Linked DNA regions of Mus musculus: all the other regions are linked to region 1. A link is a contact called in public HiChIP or PLAC-seq data. All regions are on one chromosome and are shown on one strand. Each heading gives the region's core, a stretch centred on a gene start, on an enhancer-like site or on the middle of the called end of the contact. The rest is flanking DNA. Distances are from core to core; before and after follow the strand shown.

Evidence for each region. HiChIP or PLAC-seq counts read pairs in DNA pulled down with a chosen protein or histone mark.
Region 2: a contact with region 1 is called in an H3K4me3 HiChIP or PLAC-seq map of bone marrow-derived macrophages, with 2.5 times the contacts expected there. The contact joins the enhancer-like site here to the promoter of Mtarc2 in region 1. A contact is called at or near these places in 7 of 39 promoter capture datasets (the 3T3-L1 cell line, the C10 cell line, the HPC-7 cell line and 2 more), 3 of 115 datasets of contacts at active chromatin or transcription factors (bone marrow-derived macrophages and pancreatic cancer cells) and 1 of 9 other capture datasets (liver).
Region 3: an H3K4me3 HiChIP or PLAC-seq map of bone marrow-derived macrophages shows a contact between it and region 1, with 3 times the contacts expected there. The contact joins the enhancer-like site here to the promoter of Mtarc2 in region 1. A contact is called at or near these places in 3 of 39 promoter capture datasets (the C10 cell line, cranial neural crest and frontonasal cranial neural crest), 1 of 484 Hi-C or Micro-C datasets (bone marrow-derived macrophages), 22 of 115 datasets of contacts at active chromatin or transcription factors (the 230-238 cell line, the NIH/3T3 cell line, the SCID.adh cell line and 14 more) and 1 of 9 other capture datasets (adipose tissue).
Region 4: a contact with region 1 is called in an H3K27ac HiChIP or PLAC-seq map of embryonic stem cells, with 10 read pairs. The contact joins the enhancer-like site here to the promoter of Mtarc2 in region 1. A contact is called at or near these places in 1 of 39 promoter capture datasets (the 3T3-L1 cell line), 1 of 15 datasets of contacts at CTCF or cohesin (the NIH/3T3 cell line), 1 of 484 Hi-C or Micro-C datasets (nephron progenitors) and 4 of 115 datasets of contacts at active chromatin or transcription factors (the SCID.adh cell line, bone marrow-derived macrophages and embryonic stem cells).

What each region holds. Positions count from the first base shown.
Region 1 is chr1:184,844,318-184,847,445 of GRCm38.p6, reverse strand. It overlaps Mtarc2 (mitochondrial amidoxime reducing component 2), which reads left to right and starts at 1,538. Exons shown (of 8, transcript NM_133684.4): 1 at 1,538-1,900. The coding sequence starts at 1,629. It overlaps Gm34451 (a long non-coding RNA gene), which reads right to left and starts at 1,599. Exons shown (of 2, transcript XR_865818.3): 1 at 1,209-1,599.
Region 2 is chr1:184,445,709-184,448,836 of GRCm38.p6, reverse strand. No RefSeq gene overlaps it. Among named protein-coding and RNA genes, the nearest start is that of Gm34229, 15 kb to the right of the region's middle. Within about 2 kb of position 1,531, at least 32 of the 459 cell types and tissues checked have an H3K27ac peak or open chromatin away from gene starts, as enhancers often do. A contact at or near this core is called in bone marrow-derived macrophages and pancreatic cancer cells, where this site is marked.
Region 3 is chr1:185,223,294-185,226,421 of GRCm38.p6, reverse strand. The region is part of intron 2 of Rab3gap2 (RAB3 GTPase activating protein subunit 2); the gene reads right to left. Among named protein-coding and RNA genes, the nearest start is that of Snora36b, 18 kb to the left of the region's middle. Within about 2 kb of position 1,566, at least 30 of the 459 cell types and tissues checked have an H3K27ac peak or open chromatin away from gene starts, as enhancers often do. A contact at or near this core is called in the NIH/3T3 cell line and bone marrow-derived macrophages, where this site is marked.
Region 4 is chr1:185,103,998-185,107,125 of GRCm38.p6, reverse strand. The region is part of intron 2 of Gm34797 (a long non-coding RNA gene); the gene reads left to right. Among named protein-coding and RNA genes, the nearest start is that of Gm34797, 13 kb to the left of the region's middle. Within about 2 kb of position 1,600, at least 19 of the 459 cell types and tissues checked have an H3K27ac peak or open chromatin away from gene starts, as enhancers often do. A contact at or near this core is called in embryonic stem cells, where this site is marked.

The sequences.
Region 1 (3,128 bases), core at 289-2,788:
TTATGTCTTGATGCAAAGAACCATCCTTTGAAAAATAAACCAACTCCCATCCTATGTAAGAAAGTCTGTTCTTATCCCAGTAGTCTGCTTGAATGAAATTTTTACAAAATAATGGCAGACATCAGTTAAACTGTGAAGCCTGGGTTTTATCCATCAAGTAACTATTGACAGAGTGTGTGTCTGTAGTGGGGATGAGCTCAGATCTAGTAGGCATTGAGCTTTTCAGAGGGAAAGTGAAGGGGCAGAGAAGGGGGGGGGGAACACGTGCTACATGGGTAGGCTCTCTCAGTCTGTGTCACCTATCAGAAGCAAACACACTTGCTCTGCCAGTTACAGAGGTTGGGGCTCTGTCCTGTCTTTCCTCCCATGCAGAAGTCTGTCGTCTCTGGTGACTGTCCACGCAGCAGAATTCAACATTCTAAGCCCTTGGCTATTTTAAAATTTTTATTTTTATTTTAAGTATGTGGATGTTTTTGCCCGCATGTATGCCTGAGTACCACCTGTGTTCCAGCTATCTGCGGGGGGCAGAGAGAGTGGGGGTCTGCAGGGGGCAGAGAGAGTGGGGGTCTGCAGGGGGCAGAGAGAGTGGGGGTCTCTTGGCACTGGAATTGCAGACAGATACGATCTGCTATGTAAGTACTGGGAGTCCATCTGGGTGCTCTTAACCACTGAGTCATTTCGCCATTTATTTATTTAGCGTTTATTCTCCCCCTGTCTCCTCTTTCTGTCTCTCCATGTACACCTCCCACCCTCTCCTCTCTCGTGTCTCTTGTCTCAGTCTTCCCCTCCCCTTCCCAGTCCCCCTCTCCTTCTCCCTCCCACTCTCTCTGTTTGTTCAAGAAATGGTTCCCTCCCTTCTATCACATGGCTCCCAGGGACTGAATTCGAGATGTCAGTGTTGGCAGCCAGGACCTTTATGGGTTGAGCGGCTTTCAACTGATGAGTTAATCATTGATGCTTCTGAGACAGGTCCTGGCCATCAATAGCCCACCGTGATCTTGAACTTGGGGCTATCTCTTAGCCAAAGCCTGACATTTGGATTCCGTTTAGATCGTTGTCTGAGAAAAGTCGACCAGAGTCCTCTATTCGGACCTCAGCAAGTGGTAAGCTCTGGCAGCCTTTCCCTTCCTTGCGCTGTCTTAATTGGCTGGTGTACCTGTAACCTCAGGTCACGCTGCCAGAAGCCGCGCCAGTAGTTTTGTCTCTACCTGCAGAGATGGAAGCCGAGCGTTCCAGAGAGTTGCGCGATCTTCGGGAGACCTATCCCAAAGTTGTCCCCAGGAAACATTCCTCCATTCTGCTTCATTTCAGTGCAGCAGCTTCTTGCACAATTGAGTGTGCTCCTTTTAGAAGCAAAAGGGTTAATGAGTGTAGCAGGTTGAAGAGTCATGGGGGGAGGGATCACTTTAAAGGCGGACAGAGACAAAGTAAAATGAAAGTGACCACCCCACGCTGTCACCCGCGATGGGCGTGGGCCAGGCTCCGCCGACACTGATCTGGACGTGAGCAGCATAAGTTTGACAGGCAGTGCGGCTGCGCCAACCCTGGCTCCTCCCACACTCCCGGAGCCTTAAGCCCCGCCTCGACACCGCGGCCCAGTAGCCCAGGCCTGCCCGGGATAGTGTAACATGGGTTCCTCCAGCTCTACGGCTCTGGCTCGCCTCGGCCTCCCTGGGCAGCCGCGGTCCACCTGGCTCGGCGTCGCCGCGCTGGGGCTGGCTGCGGTGGCGCTGGGGACCGTAGCTTGGCGTCGCACGCGTCCCCGGCGGCGCCGGCAGCTGCAGCAGGTGGGCACGGTGTCGAAGGTTTGGATCTACCCGATCAAGTCCTGCAAGGGGGTGTCGGTGTGTGAGACCGAGTGCACGGACATGGGGCTGCGCTGTGGCAAAGTGCGCGACAGGTACGCCGAGCCCCGCACTGCACCGGGCGCGAATGGGCCGGGGCGAGGGAGGTGGGGCCTTGCCTATCCTTGCTCGGAAGTGTGAGACCTGGAACCAGGCGCCCCTCGGTGAGTGCAAACTTTGTGAGCCTGAGCCTGGAGCAAGTCGAGAGAGGAGTTCCGTACTGCAAGCTGTGTTCTCCCCAAACCTAGAAAGTAAGGGTTTGTTGCTTCTGGGAAACACACATATGGGAAAGAGATGACAGCAGTTACAGCACGGTGCACATTGACGAGCGTGTTCAAGTTGAAATCTAAGTTTGCAAGCCCAAATATGTCTGTGGGGAGACCTTCCGGGAGGAGAATTTTAGTTTTACCACATGCAAATTTACTCTAAAGCGAAACAGAGCGCCTGGATTTCGGCCCCCACCCCTTTCGGCTTCACAGAACTGAGGCTTGTTGCCTGAATTCTCTGGGCTGTCGAGCTTTGATCCTTTAGCTGCGAAGCCCGTGCTTCTGGCTAAAGTAGTTTTGGAAAACTGAGTTGGAGCATTCCTGGAACCCTGGGGGGTGGGGGGGGGGGGGGAGACTCCCCTGTCAGCTGTCCGTACAGCTCTCCTAACTGTAGGACACTAGAAATATAAAATGCCATTGGCTGAGCGTTTTCAAGAACATCGGGCCTTCCCTCTAGTTCTGGTGACCACTTGAACGAGTAAGGAGCAGAATTACACGGTTTGCCGGGGGTGGGGCGAGGGAGGGGTTGTGGTAGATGGCGATAGAGAGCTAGTCACAAACGGGTATGAAATAATAATAAAGGAGGTTAGAATAAAAAAAAAGAGTTTAGTTCTGCTACAGAATAAATTTATAGATCAGGAATTCCGCTCATGGATTTTCCATTCCTCATTGGCGGCCTATGTTTGCAATGCTGGGAGGTTTGGGTTTAAATTATCATTTACTGAGGGCCTGGGGATATAGCTCCGTTGGTAGGAGAGAGTGTTTGCCAAGGGTTCGTGAAGCCCTGAATTTTATCCTCCAGCATCCAAGGGAGGCATGGTGGCACATGCCAGTCATTTCCACACAGGAGGATCAGAAGTTCAAGGTCACTTCCAGGGAAGCTGTAGATTTGGGTTCAAGGCCTGCCTGAGCTATATGAAAACTTGTGTATATACTGAAATGAAATAAAATGAAATAAAATACTACCATTCCTCGAGAGTCCCATCCCTGTCCAAATGAATTGAAATCACCAAGAATG
Region 2 (3,128 bases), core at 282-2,781, 400 kb after region 1:
AGCCAGGCTGGTGGAATACCATTCTGTCCATTACTGGTTGTTGATGTAGAAGTGTTCAACTTCAGCTGATGGTTGTTTACCTCAAGTTTTCCATGTCAGAAATTAACAAAAAAGAAAAGCTAAAAAAAAAAATACTTGTATCTGCTTTGTCAGGTAAAATAATTTTAACGATGAACTGCCTGTGGTGGCGTACACATGCAATCCCGCCTCTCAGGGACTGAAGGAGGAGGATCACAGGTTCAAGGCCAGCCTGAACTACATGCTATTAAAAATTAAGTAACGAAATCAAAGAAACCAAAATTTCAAATAAAGCTTGGTACCTGGGTCAACGATGAGAAACTTTGAACTCTTTCCTTAGTCTGGGTTTCAGTTTTAGCTCTGTAACCTTGAGCAATCTGCACACGGCTTTAAGCCTCAGTGTCTTCACCTTCAGGACATCAGAAATACTCATCAGCTTCGTTTCTCTTTGTCAAAAGGCTGCATCAAATGATGGTGGGATTCAGCTTGGCAGAGCGTGGGCTCGAGACTACCACTTAACGGCTGCCGTCCAAATATTTGCCACAACCTAAGTTAGCAGGCGAAGGACCTGGAAGTTAATCCGCCAGAGGCTTACTCCTGCCAGGGAGGACCAGAGGAGGTCAGAGAAACCCCTTTGGCTTTCATCATTTCTCCTTGTTTAAGTCTCTTCATAGTTCAAGAAGGAAGCAGCTTCCAGGCCTCTATTACTACTGCCCCCTGCTGGCTGGGGAGGGAAAGACTGGAGGCCCGAGATGAAGCACAAGTTGCCTCCTCTGGGCCTCTCTTCTCATGCTTCTCTTTGCCAGGTCCTCGGGTTTCTTTAAATATTAAAGCCAAATAGGCTCCTATAAAAAGACGTGAGGGCATGAATACCATCATTGCCTCTTCAGTACTGTAAAATTTTATGGTTATGTAGGAACTCAATATTAAAATAAAAAGCCACAAGGAAATTCCTCTGGATAAATAATTAGTTGTACTCGGAGACAGATAGAAGGGGCAATGAATTTCTCTCTTCTCTCTTCTCTCTTCTCTCTCTCTCTCTCTCTCTCTCTCTCTCTCTCTCCCTCCCTCCCTCCCTCCCTCCCTCCCTCCCTCCCTCCCTCTCTTTCTCTGACTTTTCAGCATAGACAGATGGTTTACGCATCTTCAGCATCCAGGGCTTTTGGGGAAGCGTTATATAACCTCAGAGCAGTCACCAAATGAAATAAGAAATTCCTCGTTTGGCAGACAGAGCTCGAGTATAGAGTTCATAAACTTTAAGAAGGCTCCCAAGTCCAAAATCAGAGACAACCTGCTCCAAGTCAGCTCCCATTTGCACTTAATTAGGGAGTGTGTTTTGGAGGTCAGTGAAAACCAGTGGAGTATGTTTTCATAATAACTTTCCTCACAATAAAATTATTTAGGAGGCAGCTGTCCAACTTTTTCTGGAATGAGGGCAAGAAAAATGAGGACACAGAGTGAAGTTATTGGATACCTTATCTGGAACTGCCCAAAGCGTTGTCTGGGATCCAAAGAACACACAGTACCTTCTGGATTAGGGGAGAGGAGCCAAGTGCTTTTATAGTCTCAACAATTTTCTTAACTGTGCAATTTTGCTTTATTGCTAACAAGTAAGTGAAGCAGTTTTGAGGATTTCAGATACTGGAGAACAAAAGCCGGCCTGGAGCTGTAACCGTGTCATTCTTCCTGAAGGAAAGCAGGAAGGGCTTGGATTGAGGACAACCCAAGAGTCAGGTTTGGAGAAAGCAGTCAATAGTGAGACTTAGGAATGGTCGCTGTGTGCACCTGAGCTACTCAGAGAGAACACAGAGTGTGGGGCACACTGGGCATCGGTGCCTCTGAGGACAGAGTTTTACATGGTGTTGTCCTTGCTCAGAGCTCTAGAGAATAGAAGAAATCTGAAGGCACACATTCCCTAACATTTTAGGTAAACAAATCCTAACAATATTTTAAGTTCTTTGTACCTATTTAAAATTGTTTATTTTTCCATAGGTTTTGATCACATTTCACCTCCTTGATTCCTCCCAGATCTTCCCCACCTTCATACCCACCAACTTCATGTTCTCTCTCTCTCTCTCTCTCTCTCTCTCTCTCTCTCTCTCTCTCTCTCTCAAATGACAAGAACAGAAATGAAAAAATGTAAATCAAACCAAACAAAAACCCAGTAATATTTAAAAAATGCCAAAATGAAACACACACACACACACACACACACACACACACACACACACATCACCACCACCACCACCACCACCACCACCACCACCACCACCACCATGTCTGGTTTGTGTTGTGTTGGTCACTCCTCTTGGCCCCAAAGCCAGCCCTGGAGTGTGGTTGATATACCCAATGACACTCCATTGGAGAAAACGGATTTTCCTCTTTCCCAGAAGGTAGCAATGGCAAATAACATCTTGGGTAGTGGTGGAACCCTGTGTCCACTTCCCCCTCTCAGTTCTGGACTCATCTGGCTTAGACCTGTGCGTGCTGCCACAGCCCTTATGAGCTCATATGTGCCTCAGTCCTATTGTGTCAGCCACCACGTCTGGCTCTTATAGTCTTTCCTCCCCTCTTCTACACAGTTCCCTGAAGCTCGAGGGCAGGGCTCTAATGAAGACATTCCATTTAAGATCATGTGCTCCAAAGGCCCTTACTCCCTGCATAGTGCCCAGTTGCAGATCCCTGTGCTAACAGTCTTCTAGTGCAAGAAGAAGCTTTTCTGATGGAATCGAGCAATGCTCTGAGCTGTGGGCATAGCAGTAGGAGTCATTTTATTGCTGTATTCCATAGCCGACTTTTCACTAGGCCCATGGCCCAGATAGTTTCAGCCTCTTGGACATTTTAACAGTCTCAGGGGAGGCTTCTGTCTCATAGGATAGACCTTAAAGCCATTTTTACTTTTTAAAAAAAGTATTATTTTAGCAGCCTGGGCTGCACAATAATGCTAGATCAATCAACCTGGGCTATATTGGAAACCTACTTCAAAAAGGGAATGCCGAAAAATGAAAATAGAGAAAAAGACATGAATGTAGTGGTGTGAGTTAAATGCTTCGGAGGTGTGATCAGCAGGATCAGGAATTTTAAGAGCAGCCTCTGCTATATAGCAAATT
Region 3 (3,128 bases), core at 317-2,816, 380 kb before region 1:
CTTCCACTCCGTTGAGTCCTGAGTATCCACTAAGCCTGTGTGACAGCTGACACCTCAGAACCAGAAGAGCAAAAAGGCTTCTTCTTCCTTAAAAAGGCTCGCCGGACTTCTGGCACCAAGCCTCTCTGCTGCAAACGCCTTTATTCTCTCAAGTCAACTTGCAGAGCAGTGATGGCAAGCACAGAAACAGAGCACCTGGGTCCAGCGGACGGGCCGGCCTCTCAGCACGGGACTCAGCTATGGTGGCTGCTGCCTCACTAACTCTTGGAAACATCTCTGTAGATTCTCTTCATGATCCAGCCTCACCATGGACTAGCTCTCCAGTGATGGACCAATGGCAGCAAAAGCTCACCTTCCTCCACTACTCAGCCTCTGCCCAACGGCAGCCGACTGAGAACACCCTCGGTGCTTATGGTTGCAGTGCCTGGACACCACTGAACAGAAAGGGTACAGCAAGACACTCTGGTTCCACTGTTGGCATCATCTTGAATGTGGACAAAATCCAGTTTTGTTCTGGGGAAGTCTGAGGTCTGTTCCTAGCAGGAGCCTTCGAAGTCTCCTTTCCACTTTACCTTCCTGTGGGTGATAATATCTGTGACCTTGGCGAGGACTTGGACTTCTGAATTTTGAGTATCTGACAAGCCTCTCATTTTGCTACTTGCTGTGCCTCTGGATATAACCCATTAGGGTTGCTCATAATCACAGAAAGTAGTTGACGTAACAGTCTTACCTCTGCTGAGTGACATGCCTGGTACAGCTGTGAGGAGAAACAAAGAAAAGGAGGAGGCCTTCCAGACCACAAACAAACGATGTAGGTAAAAACCATGATGGGGTCTGAACTGGGAGTGGGTAGGAGCCAGTGAGTCAAAACAGGTAAATCCATACACAGAAAGTCAGTCAGTTGTCACTGGAGGACAGGAAAGTCTAGGAAGTGACCAGTAATGGGTAATGGGGGTTCTCTTAGGGTAATTAAATATTATTAACTTCGATGGTGACAGTAGTTAGAGAACTTTGAGAATACTAAGAAAACTGAGTTGTATACTTTAAGAGTGAATTATATAGTATGCAAGTCACCAATATAACATACATGTAACGTAACAATGTTGACACAAATCTGAGTGATTGAAATGACACATTAAATACTTGTTTAACACAGAGAATGGAGTAAAGAGTTAGAAGACACTCTGACGGCCAATCCTGGTTATCACCAACTAGAACTAGGAAGAACCTCATGGCTGAGCACTGAGCGGAAGACAGGCTTCCATTTCGATACCTAAAGTGGAAAGGTCCATCTTAAAATGTGGGCATCATTTTCCAGTAGCAGCCCACACCATGAGGTCCTTTGCTGTCTGCCTCTGCTCCTGCTGCCAAGTTCATCTACCCCACCTTCACTGATACAGAAGCCTGCTTCTTCAGGCTTCCAACACTGACTGAAGACAGTGGCTCTCCAGGAACCTTCCAGGCCTTCAGCACCACACTAGGACTGCTGAGACAGCCAGAGGCATGGACTAACTCAGAGCTACAGGCTCTGAGTTTCCAGGGTTTTGTCAGACACTCGGGTCATGTCATGGACCAGTTTAATAGGTCCCTTCTAACATAGTCATTCCTCTGATTCGCTTCCCCTAGGGAACAGTGACTAATACAGGAACTAAAAAGTGATGAGGTATATACAAAATAAATAGCCAAATTGCAGATGGAAATTTAACTACAACAATCACAAAATCATAAAATGAAAGCCTTGATGAAAGCCTTATGTATCAGGCTGACTAAAAATGCAAAATCCAGCTATCTATTAAAAACACAAATTAGCTTCAAAACCCTAAGTCAGCTAAGATGGAAAGGCTTGGAAAGAGGCACGCCATGGAGGAACAGCCTGTGTGAGGTGCAGACAGGACAGATATACTACACACCAGCAGGGACACTGCACACTTCCAAGCAGGAGCCGTGGAGAAGTACGACAAGCATACAGGGAGACACTCGCTCTACAGGAGAACTGCTCAGTCCTGACACAACTCTGGCAAAGCTCAAAGGAAGAGGCAGCTCCACAAAACACGGACATTTCCACTTTCTTCTCTCGCTGATGCAAAGAACAGAAATCAGGAAGAACAGAGAAGACATGAACAGAGCGGCCCACCTGAAATATAGAGAACCTTCCCGATCAACAGCAGAATTCTTCCCAGAGATGAACATCTTTTAGAACAGACCATATATTAATCTATAAAATGGGCTCTATAGATTTCAACAGTTTGGAAGTACATAACAGCCCTCTGATAACAGGGTAAAATCAGAACTACTCAGCAGAAAGAAATCTGGCGAATTCCCGATAACAGTTTTCCTTCTCTGCAGTTCTCCTTCTGTGACCGAGTCATCTGAAGCCAGGAGAAAATGCCAGCAGTGGGCCACCGTGGGTTCTAAAACATGTGCTCTTCTGACTTCCACAGTGAGATTTCACACTGTCCCACTCCACCGGCCCTGGGTCCTGAAGCTGTGAACTCTGCCTCTGTCCAGCACACTGCACTCACCATCAGTCTCTTAGTAGTCATTTTGTTTATTAAGGCAACAGCCTGAATATCATAGAGCAGATAACTTATTCTACTTAATAATGACTCCCAAATGCAAAGGTGGATGCTGCTGGCAATTTTATTACAGCATATTGTTAAAATGTTTCAACCTCATTGCTGATTATTGTTGTGACTATCTTTACTGCATCTAACTTATAAATTAAATTTCTCAAAGGTATGCACATGTACATATGAGATAAGTAGTACATATAGGATCTGTAGCTCTCCTAGAGGCTTCAGGCACCTACAGGGGTCTCATGAAGAGTCCCCCTCATCCTTAAGGGAAGACTACTGCATCTACAAACTAAGGAACATACTTCTAGCTCACAGATAAAAAAGAAGCCAAAAGAGATCAGAAAACATTTTGAACTGAATGAAATTGAAAACACACAACAAAACCTGTGGGAGCACAGAAGAACATATAGATTTATATTACAAGAAAAATACATTTAAAATAAATTATCTATAATGCTATCCTAAGAATCTAGAAAACAAAGACATAACTAAAGACAATGAAACAGGAAAAAATAATGAAGTTATCGAAACTCAAGTTTTGAAACTAACTGC
Region 4 (3,128 bases), core at 351-2,850, 260 kb before region 1:
AGGCAACCCAGGTCCCAGAGGTCACTACTGCAGACTCATGTCACACTGAACACTGTGTTGTAAAGGATTCAAGTATCAAATTTTACAGCCAGGGCAAGACTTCAGAAGGCACGGCATCAGCAATGCAGAATATTCAGACACTTGCCATAGGTGCCACGGGCTTGTCTGAAAGGACAGAGGAAGAGTACACAGCAAGGATGGGTACAAAGGAGAGTCCCCAAGCTACAGTCATTATCACCACTAGAAGCCATTTTGAAGGCTACTTTGAGCCATTGTCTCTGTGACCAGCATGTAACCTGTAGGGCCTCCCATCTGAAAAGCAAGTCTTTATAAATGCCCTGAGCTTGCCAAGGGTGGGTGGGTGGTGAATGCCTTTAGTCCCAGCACTCTGGAAGGAGCGAGGAGGGGGGAGGGGGAGGGGGAGGGAGAGGGGTGAGGGGGAGGGGGAGGGAGAGGGAGAGGGAGAGGGAGAGGGAGAGGGAGAGGGAGAGAGAGGGGGGGTATGGATGAGTTTGAGGCCAACCTGGTCTAGAGAGTGAGTTCCAGGACAGCCAGGGCTACACAGAGAAACAGTGTCTGGAAAACACCAAGACAAAACCAAATGCCCTGAGCTGTGTCAGGTGAGGAAGGAAGAGAGACTGGAAGTGAAGAGAAAAGAAACCTGGAAAGATCAAGGAGCTGGGACAGAGTTCACCACACATTCCAGTTGGGTCCCACTTCCTGCTGTCATGAAACCACGAGACATTAGAATAGTCTGAGCTACTGTGACTTCTGAGAGACCCTTCCTCTAGGCCCTATGACTGGGCCTCACACCTGACTCTATTACAGGGGAGGGGCAAGGACACAGAGCGCTAAGACAATGTGCTTTCAGGCCAAGCTAACTGGGGATCGAATTTCTTTTCTGCCTTGCTCTAAGCTCCATGATATTGGGGAATCAGGACAATACCAGCTACATTGGAGTGTGTGTGTGTGTGTGTGTGTGTGTGTGTGTGTGTGTCTGTGTGTGCTCATGCATGTGAAAAATAAACACCAAGAACAACTGTAATATTGTAATAATATTTGGACACTAGTATTTGATAATTATAATTATTTTCTTTGTCTTGAGGCTGGTTTTTCTTTGTATACTTTATCAATGTACCTTTAGAAGGAGTGTCTAAATAATGCTTTGATACTGTGTCAATTATGGATACACACCACACACACACACTTATATCCACACTCAAATAGACACATCACACACTCTCATACACATTCATGAACACCATACACACACAGATACATCACACACTCACACACTCACACACACACACACACACACACACACACACACTCACACAGCACAGTGCTTCATATTTCACACGCTTCTGAAGAGGCATGACATACTAAATAAAGCTAGGAGTCCCTGTAAGCTTAAGTTCACAAGTGGTTAGGATGTGGGTCAGGTGCCTGGGCCCTAGTGTTGGCAGCTGTTGGGCAGAACTGTGGAGGTGAGATGCTTTCTGGGGCAGTCCAAAGGGGTAAGGGGGAGGCAAGGTGACAGAAAGCATGGAAGGCAAACCTAGACAGAGCAGGTTGCATTTGAAATCTAGGAGCCACGTGTAAGACTCCGCCCCAAACTGCATTGGCCTTAAAGGGTAACAGACAAGCTGATCTTGTGGATGGGAGGGAGGGAGACAGAATTTCTGGGCTAATTTTAAGAATGCAAGTGAATTTCCTGTGCCTCTATAGGCTAGTGGATGTGTGAATGAGTGGGTGTGAATTAAAGACCTTGCAGTGAGAGTGGCATTAATGGTGGCTTCCATACACTAGATCTCCTTCCTCATTCTGCAGGGCCTGTGTGAAGTTATACCTAAAACTGGCAAGGCCTAAGAGAGGATCCAGCTGTGGGAAGTCTAAGGCCCTGAGCTCCCCAAGGGCTCTGTACTTGTGTTGTGGATAGCCCTGGGGTCCCTTGTATTTTGATGCTAATTCCGCTCTCTTGGGAGGGGCTGCAAATGAGGAATGAGTTACATACTCAGGTGACTTCTGTGAACCATCCCCTAATGAAAGAAGGAGCCAATCACTGGGCGAGTAGGCGGGACTTCCAGGACTTCCTTTCAGAACAGAGGAAGAGATGAAGCCGGAGAGAGTTAGGCCCTTTTGGACAGGGATAGGGTGAGGACAAGATGTAGCTACAAGTGTCTTCTGGTTTCAATGGCAGATCCATCTGGATTCGCTACCCGACGAGGATTTAGATTTAATAAGGCTTATGAGATTAGGATTTTAGTTGTTGCACCCAGTGATTGAGTTACTGTCGTTTCTGAACTAAGTTTGTGTGTTTTCCTTCTGGGTTCAAGAGAGAAAGGTACGGCGGCAAAGGCTGTGAGGGCTTTGAAACATTGGCCTGGCATGATAACAGCCCACCAGTGGGAACTTAGCAAGCTAGGTGGAGAGATTTTGGAATTCTGAGTCAGTCTCCATGAGATAATAACAGGTCGGCTATTGCCCACCAGTGCAATGGTGCTGAGAGCTGCAACGGCCAGGCTGCTGGGGCAGAAAGTTGCAGGCATAAGCACCACGCGAATGTGCCCGTTCAGTTTTAATACTCCCCGCAACATATGTGATGGCTACAGAGCTTCTGTGGCTATGGGCTGAGATGACTGTGTGCTGGCTCCTGGGCAGTACATCTCTGTGTTCTCATTCCCTTCCAGGGCAGAGCCTTGCCAAGGGTGGACAGACTTCTCCTACTGCCCGTCTGAGAAGATGCCTCTAGTTATGCAGGTCTAGAAACTGGGTGTCAAGGATACCTGCATTCAGTCTTGGTGGTTTCTTCTCTTTGTTTGCTTCTTCTCCTTTGAGGCCATGCCACTCACACCACATCCATTTCCCCTCAGTACTGAGTAACATAAAAACCAGGTCTAGGACACGGAACTTAAGAGCTTAGATAGTTCATTCTAGTGAATGCTTAACCCAGATACATTCAACTAGAACTTTGTTAGTAAATCCAGGCTCGTTACTCTAAGTGGGGTATTTGTTTTACTATTCAATCTGCGTTTGCAGGTCACTTCTCCATGATTGCCCTAGTTAGCATTAACTGTCAACTTGACACAGTCCAGAGTCACCTGAGAAGGATGTCGCAATTGAGAGAT